Regions from separate parts of the Sus scrofa genome. Here all the other regions are linked to region 2. Evidence: chromatin contacts called from public HiChIP or PLAC-seq data. All regions are on one chromosome and are shown on one strand. The core of a region is the stretch at or near the end of the contact, and the rest is flanking DNA. Distances in the headings are between cores, read along the strand shown.

Evidence for each region. HiChIP or PLAC-seq counts read pairs in DNA pulled down with a chosen protein or histone mark.
Region 1: an H3K27ac HiChIP or PLAC-seq map of alveolar macrophages shows a contact between it and region 2. The contact joins the promoter of KCTD17 here to the promoter of EIF3D in region 2. A contact is called at or near these places in 4 of 47 Hi-C or Micro-C datasets (mesenteric adipose tissue, retroperitoneal adipose tissue, skeletal muscle and 1 more) and 1 of 2 datasets of contacts at active chromatin or transcription factors (alveolar macrophages).
Region 3: an H3K27ac HiChIP or PLAC-seq map of alveolar macrophages shows a contact between it and region 2. The contact joins the promoter of TST here to the promoter of EIF3D in region 2. A contact is called at or near these places in 3 of 5 promoter capture datasets (fetal liver, fetal skeletal muscle and liver) and 2 of 2 datasets of contacts at active chromatin or transcription factors (alveolar macrophages and skeletal muscle).

What each region holds. Positions count from the first base shown.
Region 1 is chr5:10,717,485-10,721,511 of Sscrofa11.1, reverse strand. It overlaps KCTD17 (BTB/POZ domain-containing protein KCTD17), which reads left to right and starts at 2,545. Exons shown (of 7, transcript XM_021091530.1): 1 at 2,545-2,771. The coding sequence starts at 2,577.
Region 2 is chr5:11,211,351-11,215,492 of Sscrofa11.1, reverse strand. It overlaps EIF3D (eukaryotic translation initiation factor 3 subunit D), which reads right to left and starts at 2,181. Exons shown (of 15, transcript NM_001244723.1): 1 at 1,707-2,181.
Region 3 is chr5:10,747,364-10,751,331 of Sscrofa11.1, reverse strand. It overlaps TST (thiosulfate sulfurtransferase), which reads right to left and starts at 2,068. Exons shown (of 3, transcript XM_005663810.2): 1 at 1,719-2,068; 2 at 1-583. The coding sequence starts at 562. It overlaps MPST (3-mercaptopyruvate sulfurtransferase), which reads left to right and starts at 1,506. Exons shown (of 3, transcript XM_021091532.1): 1 at 1,506-1,594; 2 at 3,063-3,968. It overlaps MIR9819 (microRNA 9819), which reads left to right and starts at 1,722; the gene lies at 1,722-1,819.

The sequences.
Region 1 (4,027 bases), core at 1,296-3,795, 490 kb after region 2:
TCCACCTTTTCAACTTTGACTCCTCATGTGAATTTGTTCATTCATTTTTATTTTATAATTTTATTGTATTTATTTTGCTGAGTGGGGCCAGGGATCGAACCCATATCTTAATGGATACTCCTTGGGTTCGTTACCACTGAGCCACAACTGGAACTCCAAATCTGTTCATTCAAACTGGCCCCTGCTTGGTCTCTGGAGTATGGCTCTTGTCCCTCACCTTCCAGGTGGTGTCCCATCCTCTCCATCCACTGGCGCCACCTGGAGACAGGTTTCCCAGGCCCCCACCTCTGGGACTTTTATGTCCTCTTTGGGGAGGGGGTCCTCCTTCCTGTTCTGGGTTCAGGACAGCACCGCCTGTCCTCTCCAGCCCACGCTACTCTCCTGAATATCACACCTGCAGGGACAAATGTCACTTGCCCGCAGGCACTGCAAATACAAGTTCCAAACTGACCTCCTCATCCCTGATTGCTCCCAAGATCTGCCTCTCCTGCTTCAGCAAAGCTGTTGGTTCAAGCCAGGAGCCAGGGCGTCAGCACGGCCCCTCCCCCTTTTCCCCCTCCTCCCCCCTTCCCAGAATCCCTTCAACATTTACTTCTCCCCCTCCTCCCCCCCTGAGTATCCACTGAAGCATCCACCCCTGATTTGGCCCGTTGATGTTGGCTTCGTTAGGGCTTCCCTACTCCTCACTCAGGTGGCCTCCTGGCTGGTCTCTTGGGGCTTCGAACCATCCCTGCTGAAACCCCCAGAGTGATCCAAGGGACAGATTTGACCATGTCACTCCCTGCCTCCAGCGCTTACGTGGGAAAAGAAATATTCCCGCTATGGTTTTGTCTGAGCTGACAGTGGTTGAGGACTTAACCCAGTGCTGGGGGAGCTGCTGATCTTCCAAGGCCAGTTCATATCCCATATCCCATTTCATTCATTCACTCATCCATTTATTCAGTATAGGACAAGCCAGAGACCATGTCAGGTGTTTCACAGCCATAATTCAGTCTTCACAACAGTGCTGTCCAGGAGCAAGAATTCTTTTTCTTTCTTTCTTTTCTTTTCTTTTTGTCTTTTGGCCTTTTCTAGGGCTGTTCCTGTGGCATATGGAGGTTCCCAGGCTAGGGGTCTGAATCGGAGCTGTAGCCTCCAGCCTACGCCAGAGCCACAGCAACATGGGATCCGAGATGCGTCTGTGACCTACACCACAGCTCACGGCAACACCAAATCCTTAACCCACTGAGCGAGGCCAGGGATGGAACTTGCAACCTCGTGGTTCCTAGTCGGATTCATTAACCACTGAGCCATGATGGGAACTCCTCTTTTTCTTTTCTTTTCTTTCTTTCTTTCTCTCTTTTTTTTTTTTTTTTTTTTTTTTTTTGGCTTTTTAGGCCCTCGACATATGGAAGTTCCTGGGCTAAGGGTCGAATCGGAACTGCAGCTGCTGGCCTATACCACAGCCACAGCAATGCTGGATCCAAGCCACATCTGTGTCCTGCACCACAAATGTGGCAACGTGGGATCCTTAACCCATTGAGCGAGTCCAGGGATTGAATGCACATCCTCAGGGATACTGTGTGGGGTTCTTAACCCACTGAGCCACAACAGGAACTCCCCAGTAGCAACTATTCTAATTCTCTATTCAGGGAAAACTGAAGTTCAGGGGGGAAGTTGCTCAAGTTCACACTTGAACTTGTGCTTAAGAGAACACAAGTTCCTAGGAGCAGGAGTCTGGTAGCAGTGCCACTTTCCCTGCCAAGGGGAAAGCAGAGCTGGAGGAGTTATAAGCTTTCCCCCAGTGCAGGGCCAGGCTGCCCAGTGTGCGGGGCCAGTGGGTGTGACACTGGCATTGTGACACTGGCATCATGGAGCAAAGTCTCAGGTCCTCCCCCTACTCCAGGACCAGGACTGAAACCATGAGAAGGAAAGGAAATTAAGGAGGAAAGCTTCCCTTCAGCCCTTGGCCCTTCTTCTCATGTCAGCTGTTTGATAACCCATATTGGACAAAAGGAAAATGATGCTGGGAGACCAAAGAGGACGATTGCTGGCTTGGGGTCTCACTCACTCTTCTCCCAGTGACTTGGAACTTGACCGTCACTTCTGGTGAGGGGGTGGGGCTGGAATGGTCGGGGGGGGGAGGGGGTTGGGATTGGCACATGCGCACTGAGGTATGAATGACTGGCCAACCCGTACCTGTGCAGCACAGAAAACTCTACCCAATGTTCTGTGATCATCTATGTGGGAAACGAGTCCGAAAGAGAATAGACGTGTGCATGTCCAACTGAATCACTTTGTTGTACAGCAGAAATTCTCACATTGTAAATCAACTAGACTTCAACGCAACTTTAAAAAAATGACAGAAAAATAACAACTTGACCTTCTCCAGAGTAATTTGGCCAAGGACTTCTTTAAGAGACACCCGCTTGCGGGTCTTCCAGGAAGGGTAAAGGAGGGCAGGACTGGGGAAGGCAGGATCGCGGGGGTCGGGGGACCCTCAGCCGGGGCTCCACCTGCGGGGGGCGGTGCGAACTACAGCTCCCGGCATGCCCTGCGCGCGGTACCTGCCCGCCTCCAGCCGCCTCGCCGGGAGGATGCAGACGCTGGGAAGAGCGATGAGGATGGAGGCCGGCGAGGCAGCGCCGCCGGCGGGGGCGGGCGGCTGGGGCAAGTGGGTGCGGCTCAACGTGGGGGGCACGGTGTTCCTGACCACCCGGCAGACGCTATGCAGGGAGCAGAAGTCCTTCCTCAGCCGCCTGTGCCAGGGGGAAGAGCTGCAGTCCGACCGGGTGAGGCCCACGGGGTGGGCGGCTGTCGGGCTGGGGATCCTTCGCTCGCTGGAATCTGGCTCTCCGGCCTGGCACCCCCTCGGGGCTGGAAACCCGGCCGGGTTTATTTCCAAGAGCTGGAGGCGGGAAGAACTGGCTGGAGCCCGGGAGAAGGAAGTGGATCGGAGAGTGAGGGATGTGCCATTGCCGTGGCAACAGGACAACGCCAGGCTGCGGCCATTTGGAGCTTTTGTGCCCAGGGCTCCCAACCCCGGAGGCTGATGGATGGGGACTCTCACCCTGCTTTGGAACTGGGGGGAGGGACAGACCCCTAGGGCCTTTTCTCCTGCCCAAACCGGACTCCTGCACCACAGAAGGAGTGCAAGGCTACTTCTCCCCGCCGTTTGGGGTGTGGGTGGCCTGGTGTGCCAGGAGCTGGGTGGAGAAACCCCAGGGTGTGTTCTGAGCTGGGCTTCATCTGGGAGGAGCGCTGGCCTGGGGCACCATTTCTGGGTTCCCATCTCGGCTTTAAAACTGCCTGCATGACTCTGGGTCAGATACTTCCCTGCGCCAGGCTCAGCCTCCTGCCTGCAACCCCAGGGGGCTGGTCAGGCAATGACCTCAAAGGCTCCCTCCATCCCATTTCCAGACCCTCTGATGCTATGACCTTGGGCGAGTCCCCTCACCTGATGATGTCTCTGCTTTCTCTCTGTAGAGTTGTGCTGATGCCCGCCCTGCCTCCCTGCAGGCTGAGGGTATCCAATGAGAGAGCGGTTCCTTTGGAAACTTGTAAACATCCCCAGAATGACCGGGGATCTAGTGAAGACAGCTTAGAGCTGGCTTCAGGAAACAGCCTCTAAGAGGGACAATCCCTGAGCCCTACTCTGGGTCGGATGCCACTCAGACCTTACTGGATGCTCACAATGTCCCCTCATTATGGGGGAGAGGAGTAAGGCTCAGAGAGGCCCATTCACTGGCCCAAGGTCACACAGCCAGGAAAAGGCAGAGGCAGGATTTGAACCTAGGTGTGTCTGACCCCAAAGGCTTTTTTCGTTTGCTTGTTTTTCATTTTAGGGCCGCACTCACGGCATATGGAAGGTCCCAGGCTAGGGATCGAATTGGCGCTGCAGCTGCTGGCCTACACCACAGCCACAGCAACACAGGATCCAAGCCACAACTGTGACCTACACCATAGCTCAGGGTAACACTGGATCCTTAACCCACTGAGCGGGGTGGGGGATCAAGTCTGCATCCTCATGGATACTAGTTGGGTTCTT
Region 2 (4,142 bases), core at 932-3,431:
CAAGAAACTGCCCAAGGGCACAACACTAATTGATGAAAAATCTGAACCCAGGCCGACTGGCTTCAGAGTCCCCTTTCTGTGTGATGCTAGAGCTCCTTTCAGGTGAATGAAAACCAGAGGCTCCAGAAAGATGCTCACTGGACAGTTCCTATCAAAAACATAGGCAGGAGTTCCTGTTGCGGCTCAGCGCAAACGAATCTGACTAGCATCCATGAGGATGTGGGTCTGATCCCTGGCCTCGCTCAGTGGGTTAAGGATCTGGCACTGCTGTGAGCTATTGTGTAGATCATAGACACGGCTCGGATCTGGTGTTGCCGTGGCTGTGGCTGTGGCGTAGGCCGGCAGCTGCAGCTCTGATTCAACTTCTAGCCTGGGAACTTATATACGCCGAGGCTGCGGCCCTAAAAAAAGCAAAACAACACCCCTCCAACCAAAGCATAGGCATTTACCACCCACTGTAATCCTCTGCAAATGTTCAGAAGTTCAGTTCCCAGGGGAAAATTCATTATACAAGTATTTTTTGGCATCTGGAAAACAATCAAAGAGCACAGGGTACTAAATTTAGAAAACTCTCTTCCTCCTTCCCATGTGGGAAAACCAAGGCTTCCTACAGAAGTGACACTTGGGAGACAGGGAATGAACCTAGGAGCACTGTCCTCCAACTTGAACTTAAATTGTACTTCAGAAAGTGGACCGGGTGAAGGGGTGATGGTCTCAATTCAAGCTCCTACAACATGTCAGATGCTACACCACTAACCCCCCACCTCCTCTCCCCCCATTTTAGGGATAAAAATGGGCAGTTCTGCCAAATCGAGCAGTTGATCTGCCCATCATTTCAAAATGGATTTGATTTCTAAGGCTGTCTGCCCAAGTCCAAGGCTCTTCCCATGATTTTATAGCTGAAAAGCAGTCTGAAAAGATCTGGGGTTTCAGGCCGTATCAAGAAGGCAGTATCTCCAAACACACTTAAAAAAAAAGTCTCCTTGTTTTGGCAGAGCTCATGGAAAACAGGCCCAAGGTTTGACAGCATTTCTCCAGGGGGCAGAAGTCACCTGGTTTCAACACACGTAATCTAAGAATGAGCAGAATGGAACCAGCAGGAGAAACTAAGCCTTTCAGTTAAAAGGGAGTGACAGCTGTACTGGCTACAGAGGCAGGATGAGGAGGCACCAACAGGGCAGTCAGAGGCGGCCTTGTGGCCGGCAGGCCCCAGTACTGTGTACGTTTTCGCGGCCACTGCGGTCACCAATTGCTGGAAAGTAGGGAGTTTCAGATCAGACATCACGCTACTCCATCCTAGACTTCCATTTCACACAAAAGTAAGAGAACTTGGACTGTGAACTCCTCAGAGCAGGGCCGAACACCGCTCGGTTTGGCACCCCCAATACCTCACTCATAAAAACTCAGGGAGCCATGGGCCACTTTAAAAAGATCCTGAGACCCACTTGGGTTAAGTAATATGATCACATTCGCCCACCCCCTGGCCGCTAAGCGTTATCTGGGGCCAGGGACCACAACCTCAGGGAACTGCCCGGCATCCCGCACTGGGTCCGGCCCCGAAGGCCGATACCTGTCCCGCCCGTGGAAGGACAGCGGCAGCAGGAGGGGGTGTACAGAGGTCTCTTCCGGTAAGCCCCCCCGGAAGGCCAGGCGCAGCCCAAGTCGGCTCCGGAGATCCGCAGGACCGTACGGAACACGACACTCACCCGCAACGGCTTTAGCCGGCCCCGATGGCGAGAGATAGTGCAGGCCGGAGACCGCGCCACAGCCTGCGTTTCAAGGAATCGGGAAAGGAGGAGAGATGCGCGCGCAGCGGCCGGTGCCGTAAACACGACCCGCTATGTCGTAAATAGCTCGCCAGCTTCCTTCCGGTTCGGCGGCGGAACGCACGAGTCGTAAAGTGAAGGCACACCCGGAAGTATATCGGTGTTCTTTTCGAGGTGTTCTTATTAGCCTCCGAGGCTGCAAGACTCCAGAGGATGTTTGCCGTTACGTCATGGGGTATCCGGGGACGCTCCGAGAAGGCGTTCAAGTTTTTTAAAACGTGGCGGCTCTCAGTTGAAGCTGGAGGTGGCGAGTGGCTGACAGCGCCTTTATGTCCCACAATGCCTCGCGGGACGCTTCGGCCTCTCTGTGTCCCGCAACGACCCCAGGCTCCTACCTTCTTTTAGCGCTGGTGTGTTTCGATTCTCCCCGCTAGGGGGAGGTCGAGCGTCTCAGGCAGATTTTGTCGTGATTCCTGGTTTTTTCACGGTTTCGGAAGCTGAGGCCAGGAGATGCAAAGTGACCTCGTAAGATCACACTGCTAGTGTGGAGGGTGGCTGCCTGGGTTTAAACCATACCTCTACGGTTGTCAAACCTTATAATTCGACAAAGATTTCTGGAGTGTTAATTTGAAAAAAATGTAGATTTTGGGTCTAACGTCCATGGAGCCCAGGAACCTGCATTTTTATTAGCAGCTGTGATTCTGAAGTGGTGACTCAGGAACCACTTTCCTACAATGGCATTTTTACATATTATTTTTTATTTTATTTTATTTTATTTATTCATTTTTTTTTCCCACTGTACAGTAAGGGGGTCAGGTTATCCTTACATGTATACATTACAATTACATTTTTTCCCCCACCCTTTGTTCTGTTGCAACATGAGTATCTAGACATAGTTCTCAATGCTATTCAGCAGGATCTCCTTGTACGGTGCTGTCCTTTTAGAAACTCCCAGCTTACCGAGTTTGTTCTGGAGTCTTATTGGGGAATTTCAAAACATTAAAAGAAAATCTGAGCATGTGATTTTTGTTCAAACCTCAGATTTTTTTCTACCTGGTCTCCCAAGTTTCCTTATCAGTCTCTCAGCATGTCTTCTTTATTGGAAAATAAATCTGCTATTAGATCTGATAACTGGTCACGGCCATGCCACTTACTAGCTGTGTAGCCCTCACATCTCTGGGTCTCAGTTTCCTTATCTGTAAATTGAAGATGAAAATAAGAGGGTACAGTGAAGGTAAAAATAAATGTATGTGAAAATACTGAAGAATCCACTTACTAGTCGGGAGAACCTGGATAGGTTCTAGATCTCTCTAAACCTTGTTCACCTGTAAAATGCAAATGGTAATAGCAGCATGTGTTTCCACAGTTCTTTCCTGATCTGTTCATCTTCCTCATCTTCTAGTTTTTCTAATTTTTGTTCATGGTACCCATGGAATGGTGCTCATTGCAAAATGTGGTAGTCATCACTGGTAGTTCCTTTTCCCTTTTCCACCACATTCAGTCCTTCAATAAGTCCTCTTTATTCTTCAAAATACATTTTGGAGTTCCCTGGTGGCACAGTGGGTTAAGAACCCGGCATGGTTGCTGCTGTGGCTCAGATCCCTACTGTGGTGCGAGTTTGATCCCTGGTCATGGAACTTGCACATGCTGCAGGTGCAGCCAAAAAAAAAAAAAAAAAAAAAAAAAAAAAAAAAAAAAAAAAAAAAAAGAAAAAAGAAAAGAAAAATCTTGAACGCTGCCACTTTCCCCCATCATCTCCAGCTTCATGCTTGGACTCCCAGTGTCCACTCTTGTCCTTCTAGGGTTCCTTCTTGTCAGGGTGGTCAAAGCAATCTATTCACAGCCTTCCATCAGCTTCCCATTATGTACTTGGAGTGAAATGCAAATGTCTTCTCGTGGCCTGTCTGGTCCTTCACTACCCTTCATCTTTATATTCTGCCATTTTCTTCTCACTCAGCTCCAGCCGTCATGCTTTTCTTTTTATGCCAGGGGGCTGTGGTGAGAATTAAATGAGTTAGCGTAAGATCTTGGAATAGTACCAGGCACGTGGCCAGGGAGAGAGTGAATGAGGGCATGACCAGGTTACTCAGAAGGGTGGTTTGTTGAGGACACGGGCTGGTAAAGATCTAGGGGAGATGTGTCCCCGGCACCAGAGAACAGCAGGTGACAAGGTCCAAGGCAGAAAAGAGCCTGTGCATGACCCAGAAAGAGTAAGCTGCCATCTGGAAACGTGCAGGTCATGGAACAGTGTGTGATTTTATCCTCAGCATAAAGGTAAGCGACCGAAGGATTTTAAAGGGGGGCGGGATGGAGGGAGGGATGCTCTGGTCTAGCAGAAGGTGGGTCATGCCAGCTGCCCGTGGAGACTGGATAGTG
Region 3 (3,968 bases), core at 819-3,318, 460 kb after region 2:
ACCGCCCTTGAGCCCGAGAATCCACCAGCTGGAACCTCTTTGATTCGAGGTTCTCCAGCACCTGCTCGTAGGTCTTGAGCAGGGACCGGTCCAGTGTGGCTTTGAAGATGGCTGGCTCTGGGTGTGAGGGCTCAGATGTCACTGGGTGGCCCTCCTTCAGCCAGTTTCGGAAGCCACCATTGAGCACTGACACGGTGCGGTGGCCAAACACCCGGAACATCCACCACACCCGCGGCGCATAGAAGCTGCCCAGGTTATCACCATCATACACCACCACGTGCGTGTTGTTGCTGATGCCCAGGCGGCCCACGTAGTCAGCGAAGCCCGCCTCGGTGGGCAGCATCATCTCGTAGGGTGACTCTCTGTTCCGGCACTCCTCTATGTCAAAGAAGGACGCGCCGGGCACATGGCGCTCTAGGTATTCCTTGCGAGCATCGCGGGTGCCCGGCGAGTACCAGGAGGCGTCCAGCACTCGCAGGCTTGGCCCCAGCTTGCCAGTCCGGACAGACTCCGCCAGCCACTTGGTGGAGACCAGCGCCCGGTAGAGCACCTGCTGAACCATGGTTTCAGCTCTGCGTGTCACCTGGCGCGGGTGGGAATCAGGAAAGAGACCGGTATGAGGACCGTGGGAGCAGTGGGGTAGGGCCTGGGAGGATGAGCTTTGCCCCGCTGCACTCCCCCGGGGTGTCGTGTTTACAGCAAGCCGGCAGGGCTGCTGGCGTGCGGTGGGGTTAGGGTTGTAGGTTCCCTAAGGAAAGCCTGTTTCCGCGTCTCCTTGCGCCCCCTCCCGCGCAGAAAGAGGTGGGGCGAGAGCTTCTAAGGGAGGGTGTCTGGCCCTACAAGCTGCAATCCTCGCCCTCAAGATCTTGTTTGAAGGTGCCCAGGTTGACGGGAGAAGGCATCCTGGGCTTAAAGCCCCCTTCCTGGGACTGCAGGAGAGTGGCTGCATGGGGACGGTTCGCTGGAGCCCTGCACGCACCCGCGCCTCGCGTCTAGCAAACCTTCCTGCGGCCTCTCAGCAACATGGGCTCGCCCGCCTCCCGAACGCCCCAGTCCAGCCCGGCCCGGTGCCCTCTGCCCCGGTTGGGGCCAGGGTGCTTGGGGCAGACCGCCCCACTCTCCCCACCGGGACCCTCCCCTGGGTGGCAGGTGGTCCGGCCGGCGGCCCAACTCCGGGCGGCCCGGGCGTCTGCTGCCGCCCCACCCCGCCGCACTCACTCGCCCTCGCCGCCGCCCTGGCGCTCGCCCCTGCCCGCTGGAGAAGTTGGCAGGTTCAAACCCGGAGCCCTCAACTCCCCGGCCGGCCCACTCCATTGCGCCTCCACGCAGGGGGGATCGTGCGCCCCTCGCCCAGCTCCGCGCTCCCGCCGCGGCGCCGCGTCCGTCCCCCGGCCACCCGCCCGGCTCGCAGCGCCTCTTAGATGCTCCAGGATCCGCCGCGGGCGGTGGGCGGCGCGGAAGGGGCGTGGGGCAGGGCTCGGCGGCTCGGGCCTCCCCCGCTCCCGCCTGGCCAGTGGAAGGCGCCGGCAGCCCGGGCTCCGAGTGGCCGCAGCAGTGGGCTGTGCCGTTGTCTCCTCCCTTTGGCCGGCAGCAGGTTGGTGACGGGAGGAGGGGACAGCTGCGGGCGCGGGGAGGGGGCGCTCTGCGCCGGGCAATGGCCGAGCCCGGAAGCCAGGATCCCGAGATTCGGGTGACTGCGGGGGCGGCGTGGCGCTTGCCTTTCTTTAGAGGGAGCTCGATCGTCCGGATGCTCAGCCTGGGACGTCCCCCCGCCGCCCCGGGGCCAGAGCAGAGCTGGGGGCTGCAGCCTAGCAGGGAAGGCGCGGCCCTGGCTTCACCCTCAGGATGGCTGTCCGCAGCAGCTGGGGGAGGCCGGCAGAATGGGGTCGGGCTGAGTGGCCGCGGGAGGGGGACCTGTGGAGGATGGTGTCACCTGGTGCCACCAGAGAGGGTAGGAGGGAGGGAGTAGGGCTCATAAAGCCGGAGAAGCCTGGGAGAGGAGGCCAGCTGACCCAGAGGCTCCGGGGAGGACAAACTGGCAAAGAACTTGCTGGAGCGAAAGGAAACTAACATTTGTCAAGGCCTGCTTGGTGAGGAACTCCGCAGGGTGCTCCTCCCCCGGGTGTCACTTCCCACAACAACCCTGCGGGTGTCACTTCCCACAACAGCCCTGCGGAGTAGGTCAGAAACTTAATTTAAACACCAAAGAGAGAGAACCAGCGGGTTGCCCAGGGGCACACGAGGTGAGGCGGAGACCAGGCTATCGTTAATCTTGGATCTTAAGCTCAGGAGGCTAGGGCTGCTTTTTTTTTTTTTTTTTTTTTTTTTTTTTTGTCTTTTTGCCATTTCTTGGGGCGCTCCCGTGGCATATGGAGGTTCTCAGGCTAGGGGTCCAATCGAAGCTATAGCCACCGGTCTACGCCAGAGCCACAGCAACGCCAGATCTTTAACCCACTGAGCGAGGCCAGGGATCGAACCCGCAACCTCATGGTTTCTAGTCGGATTCGTTAACCACAGAGCCACGACGGAACTCCTAGGGCTGCTTTTGTGTATCTTGCTCATCCCGGAAGCCTTATGCTTAAAACAAACAAACAAACAAACAAACAGAACACAAAAAAACAAAAAACCTGCATTTGTATTCAATCTTTACGTAAATTAATGTTTTTAGCATGGGTGTGTTAACTGCTGGAACACCACTGCCCCTGACTTTTTTTCTTTCTTTCTTTTTCTTTTTTTTTTTTTTGGTTTCTTAGCCAAAAAGCAGCATATGGAAGTTCCCAGGCTAGGGGTCTAATTGGAGCTGTGATTTGACCTATGCCACAGCCACAGCAACTCAAGATCCGAGCAGAAGCTGCGACCTACACCACAGCGCATGGCAATGCCAGATCCTTAACCCGCTGATCAAGGCCAGGGGTGGAACCTGCAGCCTCAAGGATACTTGTCAGGTTCCTTAAGGCTGAGCCACAAAGGGAATTCCTGCCCCTGACTTTTGCATATGCTGTTACATGTGCCTGGAATACTTTTCTCATCTCCCTTTTATTTTCTTTCTTTTTTTTTTTCAGCCTTCTGGTGGCATATGAAGTTCCCCTGGCCAGGGATCAGATCCAAGCCACAGTTGCAACCTAAGCTGCAGCTGTGGCCCCAGCGGATCCCTAACCCACTGTGCTGGCCTGGGGATGGAACCTGCCTCCTAGCACTCCCAAGACACCACCGATTCCATTGTGCCACAGTGGGAACTCCTCTCATCCCCCTTTGAAACATTCTTTTCATTCTGAGGCAATTATATTCTCACCAAAAGTGGCAAAAATTGGTCCTTCGCCAGGTCATCCTCTGAGCTTTGTGCTTTGCAGTTGGGGGAGAGAGTGTGCTGGGGAGGCCCTTGGAGAAGGGCCGGTCTGACTGGAGCCCTGTTCTTCCTGGGCCCACCCCAGACAGCAGGCCGGGGCTCACACTTCCTCTAGTATAGTTTGTATACACTCCGAAGATGGGTCTGGGGCTGTCCCGTTTGTCTTGGCGTCCTTAACCCCCGCGAGCAGTCCCACCTACAGCCGTCCAGGCCTGCCAAGCACACTGGGACCTGGTCCCCGCCCTTCAGTGACACACACAGCCTGCTCTCCCAGACCCGCCTCTGCCTCCCACAGTCCTTTATGAGAACTGCCAGTCCAGCGGGGCAGGTGAGGCAGGGTGACCTCAGGCCTCTGCAGTCCCCGCCAAGCCTGAAATGCTAAGCTTCTAGACAGGCCTGCCCTTGCACAACTTTTAAGCAGGGGAGTGGGGTTTGTACTGACTTTGGAGGGGTTCTGACTTCCAAATCAGGCTTCTTTCCACTCTAAATTCATCCTTGGGAGCAAAAGTCAAGGAGCCCCCAAAATGGCGAGGGGCAAAGGCTGCTGTGGTTCACAGCGTGGCTTTTTTTTTTTTGTCCCCCTGCCCGGAGGCATATGGAATTCCCGGGCCAGGGATCCGAG